2 separate regions of the Anas platyrhynchos genome follow, and region 1 is linked to region 2. Evidence: chromatin contacts called from public Hi-C data. All regions are on one chromosome and are shown on one strand. The core of a region is the stretch at or near the end of the contact, and the rest is flanking DNA. Distances in the headings are between cores, read along the strand shown. Region 1 holds the start of PATZ1 (POZ/BTB and AT hook containing zinc finger 1). Region 2 holds the start of CABP1 (calcium binding protein 1).

Region 1 (5,244 bases), core at 557-3,056, 260 kb before region 2:
CCCCCTGCCTAGAGAGGAGACAAAGAACAGGCAAGGAGGGAACTGAAATAGGAAGCAGGAACCATGTCAGGAGACTGGGGACTAAAAGAAAGCAAATTAATAAGGCAATATGAACCGCTGGGGGGAAAGGCACGCAACTGACTGAAGCCACTAGGAAAGATAAGCAAATTCCAGATTCTTTAACTGCTGCAAGTGTGCGCACATGCAGCCTGCCTAGTATGTGTAAATATAATCCTTTTCCTCACCACAGCAAGTACAACTCTTGGTTTGTGGCACACTAACAGACTAACAGGATGGGAGCACTGCATTATACATGTAATAGAGTGCGTGTTCATCAACATCGCTACCACTCGAACAACCTCAGATTTCCCAAAATACACGTTCAGATCAGGGCGCGTGCATATGTAATGCAGTAATAAAAAGCTACCGGCAGTATTCTGCCTGCGGTGTAGTCAGCTTCCAGCAGAAGCAAGAGAAACCCAGCATACAGGCTGAGGGCAGCGCGTGGCCTTAAGTGTTAATGCAATATCGCGTTTTGGAAGTTGGAAGCTTGGTGCGCTCATTTGCACATCAGTACCCAGAATGCTTTCTCGGTTCCACCACTGTTTAATTCAAGTGCTGGGTTCGAGCTCTTGGAACGCTCCACAGTTTGAGATGCCCTTGCATGCGCTGAGTTCAGTATTTTCCACTGAATAGTTTAAGTGACAATACTGGATTGTGAATGGGTCATCCAAGGCTTCTGAATTAGCCTTGATGTTCCAAATGCAAAAAACTGCCCCTGAACGCTTTAAAAACGCATTGTCTTTAACAAAGCAAAGAACCTAGTTTTGCAAGAGCGCGTGTTTGGGGGGAAACATTTCTTCAAAAGTAAGCAACAATTTTTCTGAGACAGAAAGCAAGATTTAGCCGAACGTGACTGCTGCTGCTGCTCTTTGAAGAGGAGCTCTTCGTACCGAGCCCGTGAGCACCCAGGGGAGGTTCAGCACCGGGCCGGTGCAGGCAGCCCCGGGCAGCAGCCCGCAGCCCTGCCTCTCGGGGCGGTTTCCCCGGGGCAGGCTGGCAGCGCGGCCGTGGGAACGGCGGGGCAGCGGAGGCCCCGCGGGGAGGCCGTTCCCCCAACATGGAGGCAGCGCTCGAGGCTGCGCCTCCCGCAGCCCCCTGCCCGCGGGGACCGCTGCTCCCAGCCGCTCCTGCCGGGGGGCATCGCTGCACCGGGGGAGAAGGGAGTGAAGGGAAAGGGGGTACCCCCCAAAAAACGCGCAACGCCTGGCTTTTTTGGTCAGGCTGAGAGTTGCTGGGGAGGGGGTGAAGAATGCAATGAAAGGGCGGGGGGAGGCCGCAGCCCCCGGCCCCTCGGGGATCGGCTCTCCTCGGGCGGGGAGAGGAGGTGGGGGCTGCTCGGCGCCTCTGCAGCTCCGGGAGGGTTTGCATTGGCCGCTCCGCGCCTGGGGAGGGGGGGGGGAGGCTGCCTGCAACCCCCCCCCCTTCTCTCCAGCCCCTCCTCTCCCCGGCGGGAGGGGGGCCCGGGGGGGCGAGCTGCAGCCCGGATATTTGGGGGAGGGGGTGAGCGCAGCCCCCCCACCCCCCTGTGCCATGGGGGGGGCCCCCGGCTGCCGGCTCGGCATTGGAGGAGCGGTGCTGGGGGAACGGGGGGGCTGCAGCCCCCAGCCCCCGCGGGCGGGCGGGGTGGGGGCCGGCCTGCTGGCTCGGGCTGCTCGAGCATTGGCGGATGCGGGGAGGGAGGGGGGCAGGAAGCGGGGGGGCAGGGGGGAGCCCGAGCGGCTGGAGGGGCGGGGGGGGGGGTCTCTATGAAAAGGGTGGGGGGCTTCTGGAGCAAAAGAAGAGCGGAAAGTTTGCGGCGCCGGCGGTGAGGGTGCGGCGGGGCGGGCGGGGCCCGGGCCGGAGCCGGCGGCGGCGGCGCTCGGCGGGGGAGCAGCAGCCGGGGGGCCCCCGCTGGATTTTTGTAGGGGGGGTGGTATCGCCCCCTCCTTCTCCTCCCCCCAGGGGTGAAAGTGCAAGAGGAAGTGCAGCCGCTGCCATCTTTCCTCCGCTCCAAACACACAGGGACGGACGGGAGCCGGCAGCCCGGAGCCGCAGCCGCCGGAGCCCCGTCCCTCCCGGCTCGCTGCAGCCGCGCCGCGCACGCCCCTTCCCGCGGCGGCCGCAGCGCCTCGTGGCGGCCGGGCCCGGGCGGAGCTCGCAGCGCTCGGCGGCGGCCCCGCGCCCCTCCGCAGCCCGAGCCTTTTGTCTCGCCCCCCCTCTCCTTTCTTCCCCCCCCCCTCTCTTCTCCCTCTGCCCGCCATCCCCTCGCACTGGGCAGGGAGCGCAGCGCGCACCGCCGCCGCCGGCCCGGCCAGGGGCGGGGAGGAGCAGGAGGAGGAGGAGGAGGAGGAGAAGGAGGAGGAGGAGGAGGAGCAGCGCGCCGCCCGGCGGCCCTGAGAGTGCGCGCCCCCTGCGGGCGCCAGCGGGGCGGCGCAAGCCCCATGGAGCGGGTGAGCGAGGCCGCCGCTTGCGGCCCCTCGTCGGGCTGCTACACGTACCAGGTGAGCCGGCACAGCGCCGACATGCTGCACAGCCTCAACCAGCAGCGCAAGAACGGCGGCCGCTTCTGCGACGTGCTCCTGCGCGTGGGCGACGAGAGCTTCCCGGCGCACCGGGCGGTGCTGGCCGCATGCAGCGAGTACTTCGAGTCGGTGTTCAGCGCGCAGCTGGGCGACGGAGCAGCCGGCGGCGGCGGCGGAGGAGAAGGGGGCACGACGGAGGCGGCGGCGGCCGGTGGTGCCGCGGCAGCGGCCGGCGGTGCCCCCGGGGGCGGGCGGGAGCTGGAGATGCATACCATCAGCTCCAAGGTGTTTGGAGACATCCTGGACTTCGCCTACACGTCGCGCATCGTGGTGCGGCTGGAGAGCTTCCCAGAGCTCATGACGGCTGCCAAGTTCCTGCTGATGCGCTCGGTGATTGACATCTGCCAGGAGGTCATCAAGCAGTCCAATGTGCAGATCCTGGTGCCCCCTGCACGCCCCGACATTATGCTGTTCCGCCCGGGGGCTGCTGACCTCGGTTTCCCTCTTGACATGACCAATGGTGCCACCTTGGCCCCCAATGGCAACGGCATCGCTGGCATGCCTGAAGACGAGGCCACGCGGGCTGCTCTCACCGCGTCTCAGTCCTCCCTGCCCGTTCTGCAGGGTGTGGACCGCCTGCCCATGGTGGCAGGCCCCCTTTCCCCACCACTGCTGGCCTCACCCTTTCAGAACGTTGCTGCTAGTGTCCCCACCTTGAGTACCAAGAGGGGCAGAGGGCGTCCCCGTAAAGCCAACCTCTTGGACTCCATGATGTTTGGTGCCCCTGGGGGGCTGCGAGAGGCTGGCATCCTGCCTTGTGGCCTCTGTGGGAAAGTGTTTACGGATGCTAACCGTCTTCGTCAGCACGAGGCTCAACACGGGGTGACGAGCTTACAGCTGGGCTACATAGACATCCCACCCCCGAGACTGGGTGAAAATGGTGTCCCTGGTCAGGATGACCCCGATGCCCCCCGAAAGAGAAGCAGGACGAGGAAACAGGTGGCCTGTGAGATCTGTGGCAAGATTTTTCGGGACGTGTACCACCTGAATCGGCACAAGCTGTCGCACTCTGGTGAGAAGCCTTACTCTTGTCCAGTGTGTGGGTTACGGTTCAAGCGGAAAGACAGGATGTCCTATCATGTGCGATCTCACGATGGCTCAGTGGGAAAGCCCTACATCTGCCAGAGCTGTGGAAAAGGCTTTTCCAGGTAAGAGAGCACTTATAAGGATCGTAGACACACACACAGAGACCTAGGAAGTTGCCTTTCCCATCCCTTGGGAAACAAGAACAATTTGTGTTTAGGATAGTTTCACTGCTCCAGTTTAAAATGCCTTGAGAAATGAGACTTTCATCATTTCCGCTGGGAGGCTGTTCTACAGTCACTTGAGAGGATTTAAAAGTAATTAAGATGTAGAACTGGGAGTCAGTTGGCTTCTGGGTAACATTCCCAGCTTTGTCCCAGACTTGGAGTATGTGTGTCCTTGGGCAAATCAGTTAGTCTCTCCCTCAAACGATGAAATGGGTGTTGAAATAATTACCTACCTCACATAAGTGGCTAGAGACTACTGATTTGTAAGTAGTTTGAAGGTGCTGTTGAAGTGCAAAATATTAATACATCTCAAGTTTATTATTTTTCTCGTATCCATTTTAAATTTTCTTTTTCTTAACTTCCCTTCATTTCTCTTAGTTCGTAATGTTTTTTATCACCCAAATGTGAAGGAAGAGGTGAGATTTCAAAGGCTGCAGCATCAAGTATCTTTTAATACATGATCTTTGTGTCCTTTGGGTTTACATCCTTCTGAAGGGGATCCTGTTTCTGCCCTGCAACATACGTAAGATCTGTGCATTTAATGTTGCTGATTTTTTGTTGTCGCTGTTTGTGGGAGTTAATTTAATATAAGTAGTTTGGTACACGTAGTTATGTTAGTAGTATCTTACAGTCTAAGTTAATGCATTTGCAACTTTTTTTTGTAAGTTTGCTGCTCGCTTTCAGGCTAGAAGTAGTGGGGGGAGGGGGTATGCCTACACTCCGCGTTCCTTTTGTAGCAGCCGCCGATTTTCTGCAGCAGTTGGTTTGCTCCAACAGGAGAGGAGGAATTGAGGCAGAAAAATGAATCAAAAGGCTTTTAGGGCTAGAATTGTCCCAGCTGTATAAACGTAGCAATTGTGCTCCTGCTAGTTCTCTTGTGGGTAGAGGAACATTTTGTTACTGAAATAAAGAAAATGCAGATTTTTCTTTAAAAAATGAATAAAAAATCAGCAATAATTAGGGGATGCACCGTCTTCGGGAATGCAAATTTAGTGGTGGAAAGTCATAAAACATGAAATTGCATGTTAGCTAAAAGTGAAAGTTTGCTTTTTACTCTAGTACTACCTGAGATCATCCGCCAATAGTCACGTTTAAAATTTTCTGTTGCTGTATGAAAGATTTTTGTTAACAATAGGAGGTGAAAGATACGTGTCGAGTTCTCAATTATCCCAGTAATTTAATGTGACCAAGCAGGAATAGCGTTACGAAAATGAACAACAAAAGTGTCGATACATCTTTGTAGAGTCCAAGTAGGCAAAGTAGAGAATCTTTCCTAAGCAGAAGTGTTCAGGTATAGGAGCAGCCAAAGGAAAGCTGGAAGCGCAAAGTCTGATTTTGGTGTCCTTTCCTCCATTCAGTAGCGCGGCACT
Region 2 (5,138 bases), core at 270-2,769:
CCTTGACTGTACAACTCACCATCACTTGTGACAGTCTCTTGAATCACTGACACGAATCAATACAGCGAATCTTGCAGAGGATGGGGCGAGGAGGTAAGAAAACAAATGCGAAGGTGTTGCAACCTTTTAAGTCCTGCGCTTTCAGCTCAGCACACCACGAGGCCTGACTGGAGTCATACAGCCAGTGCTAACACGAGCGCTCCACAGGGAGCTGTGGAGGCTCAGGGCTGCTCTGTGCATCTTCCAAACCAACAACAGGGAACTAAAGGCAACGTGCTACATGAAACGAGGCAGGGCAGGGCTCTCTCACAACACTGCTCTCTCTTTGCGCTGTGTCTCTCCTAATCAGCTTTCTGGACCGAAAACTGAGGCTTTCGCCGTCCGTAGCGCTGAGCAGGAGCACACAGAATGCACATGTCCTATTGGATCACAGGGCAGAGTGCACTCACGTGGGCTGCCTGTCAGGGACCCAGCTGCGCCTCTGCAAAAGGAGGGGAACGAGGGAGGGCACGAACAAAGCCTGTCAGAGGGCAGGGACGGGAATGCCACTAGACACCGAGGTTGCAGCCGCGCTGGGAGGCTCACCCAGGGCCTTGCTCCTCGTTCACAAACTCATGGTTTTGGTATCACTCAGAAGTGTGGGAATAGCTTATCACCAAGGAGCTCGCCGCACTGATGAGTGGAACTGATGGTTTGATCCAGTCACGGGTATTAAAGCACAAAGCAACACGGCAAAAATCCATCCTGTGGGGTCTCTCCTCAAGGAAATGCTTCTACCCACATCAGCACCAGAAGCCAGCAGATTTCCCAGTCCCTTTCTTCACGGTCCCACCAGAAAGGTCTCTTTTTACTGGACTTGGTGCTCCTCTCTCTTGAGGCAACTCTTGTTCCGCAGCTCTCAGAGAAGCCTGGCAGGAAGGGCGAGCACAGGCGGAGACGCGGCGCAGCGGGCATCCGTTTCAGAGGGCAGAAGTTTATCACTCGGGACAGGATTTCCACCAGCTTTATCGCCGTGCTCCTTGTCTGGAATTAAGGCCCCCAGAGGAGCTGTTTCCACTCTGAATTAGCAATGAGGCCGCGCTCGCAGCCCTGCCCCGGCTCACGGTGGGTGCAGGCAGCAGACACGGGGCGCACCCCAGCCTCACGGGTCTCCACACGCGGAGCCCGAGGGGCTCAGAGCCGTGAGGCGCTCACACTGCAGCCCAGTAAATTAAATTAAATTAAAGTAAATTAAGGCCGGAGCTTGTGCTGGCGCTGGAGCCGATTCCGTGAGGCACCGAGGGGCAGGAGCCCTCCTGGGACGGCTGGGCTGACGGTAATGAGGCACAAAAGCACCAGACCAGGGAGACTGAAGGGACACAGCCCCGGGAGCTGAGCCTGCTTTATAAAAATTAATTAGTTAATTAATTAATTAGCCCTCAGCAGGCTGCACGGCTCTGCCCACCCTGCGCCCCCTCAGGGTCCCCTCAGGGTCCCCTCAGGGCACCGCGCGCCTCGCGCGCCCCCGCGCGGGGGCTGCCGGGAAGGCGGCGGGGTCGCCCCGGAGGGGTTGGGGGGGGGCGGCACACAAGGCGCATGCGCAGAGCCAGCACCTGGAGGAAAGGGCAGGGCCGCCGGGGAGGTGTCAGGACGGGAAGTCCTTCCTCTGACCCCGCCTCCGCGCGGCGCCGATTGGTTGCGGCGCGCCGAGGCGCTTCTCCCATTGGCTGGGAGCCACGTCGGTCCGGCGGCGGCATGGTTCGCTTCAAGAACAGGTGAGGCTGAGGGCGCGGGGCCGGGCTCGGGCCCGGCCGGGCCCCCCCCGGTAACCGGCGGCCCCCTCAGGTACGTGCTGTGCCAGGTGGTGGCCGAGGAGCCGCGGGGCCGGTCCTGCATCGAGGAGCGAGCCGTGGGCAGCGCCGTCAAGGACGCCATCGCGCGGGCCTACGGGGACTACGGGCTGGCCTGCTGCTCGCTGGCCTTCACAGGTGGCGGCCGGAGGGACCCCGGGGGGAGGGGAAGGGACCCCCGGGAGGGAGGGGGAGCCTCTGAGGGAAAGGGGAACACCCCAAAAACAAGGGGGGACCCCCGGGAGGGAAGGGAAGGACCCCCCCGGGAAGGGACAGGGACCCTCGGGAAGAAAGGGGGAGTCCCAGGAGGGGAGTCCCTAGGGGAAAGACCCCCGGGAAAGAAAGGCCCCCCCCCGGGAAGAGGGACCCCCTAGAGGGAGGGAGACCCCCGGGAAGAAAGACCCCTGGGAAAGGCAGGGATCCCCTCAGGAAGCCCCCCCGAGGGAGAAGGGGTGACCCCCGGGAGGGAGGAGCTCCCCCAGGGAGAATGGGGAACCCCCCTGGGAATGGCCCCGCTGGAGGGAGGAGACCCCTGGGATGAAAGAGCCCCGGGAATGGAAGGGACCCCCCGGAAAGGGACCCCTCCCCAAGGAGAAAAGGGGACCCCCAGAAAGAAAGAGCGACCCCCGAGGATGAAGGGTCCCCCCCCCCCGAGGTGCCGGTGGTGAGCAGTGCCGGTCCCGCAGTGAAGTACCTGAACGCCTACACGGGCACCGTGCTGCTGCGCTGCCGCAAGGACTTCTACCGCCTGCTGTGCTCGGCGCTGCCGCTCGTCAGGCAGCTGGAGAGCCGCGGGCTGCGCTGCCCCTGCTTCCTCAGCACCCTGCACGTCGGAGGTGAGCCCCGGAGGGAGCGTGGTGGGCACTCTGCTTCATTAGAGGTGGCTTTAATTAAGGGACAGCAGCCCCCCGTGCTCAGACCCTCATTAATGCTGCAGGAGTCTTCATTACAGCGAGCAACCAGAGCAGCAAATGCTGCATTACATTAATTTTAAAAAAAAAAAAAAAACACGTTTTTAAAGTATAGCATTGTCCCTGTCCTGAAAATTAACCGCTTGGGACAAGGAGGTGGTACTACTTATTAGAAATTAGCATCATCACATCACTGGGGAAGCGCAGTGTGGACACGCATCCTATCCTTTGCCTTAATAAAGGTGGTACCCAGGGTATTTATTGTGTGATACAAAGATCTTCATGCTTTACATAGTAACACTTGGTTTCACGGTTTCAAAACTTGTTACATATCATTCTTGTGACTCCGATAGGTACCATAAGGTCATGCCAGAAATTCCTAATCCAGTATAACAGAAGACAGCTGCTGACGTTATTGCAGAACTGTACAAATGAGGGTGAGTTCCTCCAGCTGCTTTCCTGAAGAGCAGCCTGAACTGCTGGAGCTTTTGTAGGAGGTGCAGGGCTGCTTCCAGCTCCTGCAACCGAGAAATGGGCCTCTCTTTTCAAGTTGAGGACATCCAACACATGTGAAGAGCTCAAGGAATGACCCTGTGTTGCCCCCTTTCTTGCAGAGGAAAGACAGCGCATCCGGCAGTCGGTGTTGAGCTGTTCCCTTACAGAAGAGCAGTCTCACAGTGGAGAGGAGGAAGAGGAAGAGGATGAGGATGACGGCACAGAGACAGACTGAATGTTACTTGTTACTATTCACCTCTCTTCTGTACAGGTGTAATCATGATGATACCAATGATTTTCTGTTGTAAGTAAAGCAAGGGCTGGGAAAAGCACCTGTCCCTATTTAGACTTCATTTCCCCATTCCAGGTGTTGAAAAATAAAATGTTTTTTGTTGATTTTTTTTAAATTGTGTTACACTTCAGTGGGTTGTCTGTTTTACTCCAGGAATTAAAACTACTAAAGAGCACAGAAACTCGCTGTGATCTTCATGCTGAGGTAGAAGCGAGCTTTAGGCAGCTGGCACCGACAAGGAATGTATTTTTTCTCCTTCAGTACAGAGAGAGCATTAACATCTTTTAGTTTTGGACCTGATCTTCAGGCGCATCCATTGTTCAGAAGGATATCCATTGTTTTGAGGCACAGAAGCACCACTTGTGTATACAGCAGTAGAAACTACAGGGAATCCATGGTAGAACTTCAAGGCTCACATCTGTCCAACCCATTATAAAACTCAGGTACAAGTACTGCTTAAATATTTATTAAGATTACACCAATCAGTTACAGGAAAGGAGCACTGCTGGTAGCATCTCTTGAATCCATAGGAAAACGAGATACAACTTGATGCTGTCCTTCGGAGACTGCCCCTGCAGAAGGGACAGTTCCTCGCCTGCATGATTTTCCCTTGTTCTAGTGCTAGCGAGAAGTGGAGGCAAGTTGTACCAGCTCCAACTACTCTCTCTTGCCACCGCAAAGAAAAGTTGACTATAAAGGTGTAGGAATAATAAACAACAGATAATGGTTAGACACTTAAGTAGTAACTCCTGCTCCATGACTTAAAAATACTGTTACAAGTAGGAAACAACAGCATTGTGAACACAGTTAACTGCATACTTGAATCTTTCTTGCTCAGTGGCTTTCTATTCCCTCACCAATCATTTTCCACTATGTGTTTGAAGCATTAACAAGCTGTGCTACCACTTCTAGGCACTTGTCTTAGTTTCTTTGCACTCTTGACAAGCTGTGCTGTCTTTCCATCAAGTGTAGTTAATTGTGACCAAGTGTGAAATTAAGCTGCTTTCAAAGAAGGCTTTGCAAGCATTTCCTCTCTCCTATAGTAACAGAGACATTCTTTACCTCCCGTCACCCCCCTTCTTTCTAGTTTACAGCTGCATACAGTGTCTTGAAGTGTGTACTCCTTGGTACTAGCTTCCCTTGCACACACGCCTTAAGGAAGCACTTGTGTAACAGACAGCTGACTGTTTTGAAATCAAGCATCAATACATTGACAAGCTTTTTAAAATAGGGACACACCCAGTGAATACACCAGCAGTGCCAGTGAGCAGTCTGCTCCTCACTGGAAGCACATGAACAACTCAAAACCTCAGAGTGCAGGCAGCTCACTTCTTGGTGCAGGTGGGGCTGAACGTAACAGAAGACCCAACAACTGCCCCTGTAAATTAGGTGGTGCTTCATACCAACTCCCTGAAAGGAAATGCGGGATGCTAAGGTTTAAATGTGTTGCTGAAAGTGGTATTACGCTCCATGTTGATGTAAGAGGTCAAGTTACAGCTCAAGAAGTCTGCAGTATTTTAAGTGTGCGCATATGATTTATTGCAACTGTTGGCCTTGACTAGTACATTACACCTACAGTTCATTTTATTTAACAAAATCCACACCACTTAA

Evidence for each region. A called contact is a pair of places that touch in the nucleus more often than the background predicts.
Region 1: a Hi-C map of skeletal muscle shows a contact between it and region 2, with 4 times the contacts expected there. The contact joins the promoter of PATZ1 here to the promoter of CABP1 in region 2. A contact is called at or near these places in 2 of 8 Hi-C or Micro-C datasets (both in skeletal muscle).

What each region holds. Positions count from the first base shown.
Region 1 is chr16:8,137,774-8,143,017 of IASCAAS_PekinDuck_T2T, reverse strand. It overlaps PATZ1 (POZ/BTB and AT hook containing zinc finger 1), which reads left to right and starts at 1,806. Exons shown (of 6, transcript XM_027470045.3): 1 at 1,806-3,772. The coding sequence starts at 2,484. LOC119718477 (a long non-coding RNA gene) reads left to right here. Exons shown (of 5, transcript XR_005269631.2): 5 at 1-1,740.
Region 2 is chr16:7,879,977-7,885,114 of IASCAAS_PekinDuck_T2T, reverse strand. It overlaps CABP1 (calcium binding protein 1), which reads right to left and starts at 1,519. Exons shown (of 8, transcript XM_072024166.1): 1 at 1-1,519. It overlaps POP5 (POP5 homolog, ribonuclease P/MRP subunit), which reads left to right and starts at 1,600. Exons shown (of 5, transcript XM_027469995.3): 1 at 1,600-1,754; 2 at 1,825-1,967; 3 at 2,516-2,665; 4 at 3,094-3,177; 5 at 3,355-3,642. The coding sequence starts at 1,735. The coding sequence ends at 3,470. RNF10 (ring finger protein 10) reads right to left here. Exons shown (of 17, transcript XM_027469989.3): 17 at 3,978-5,138.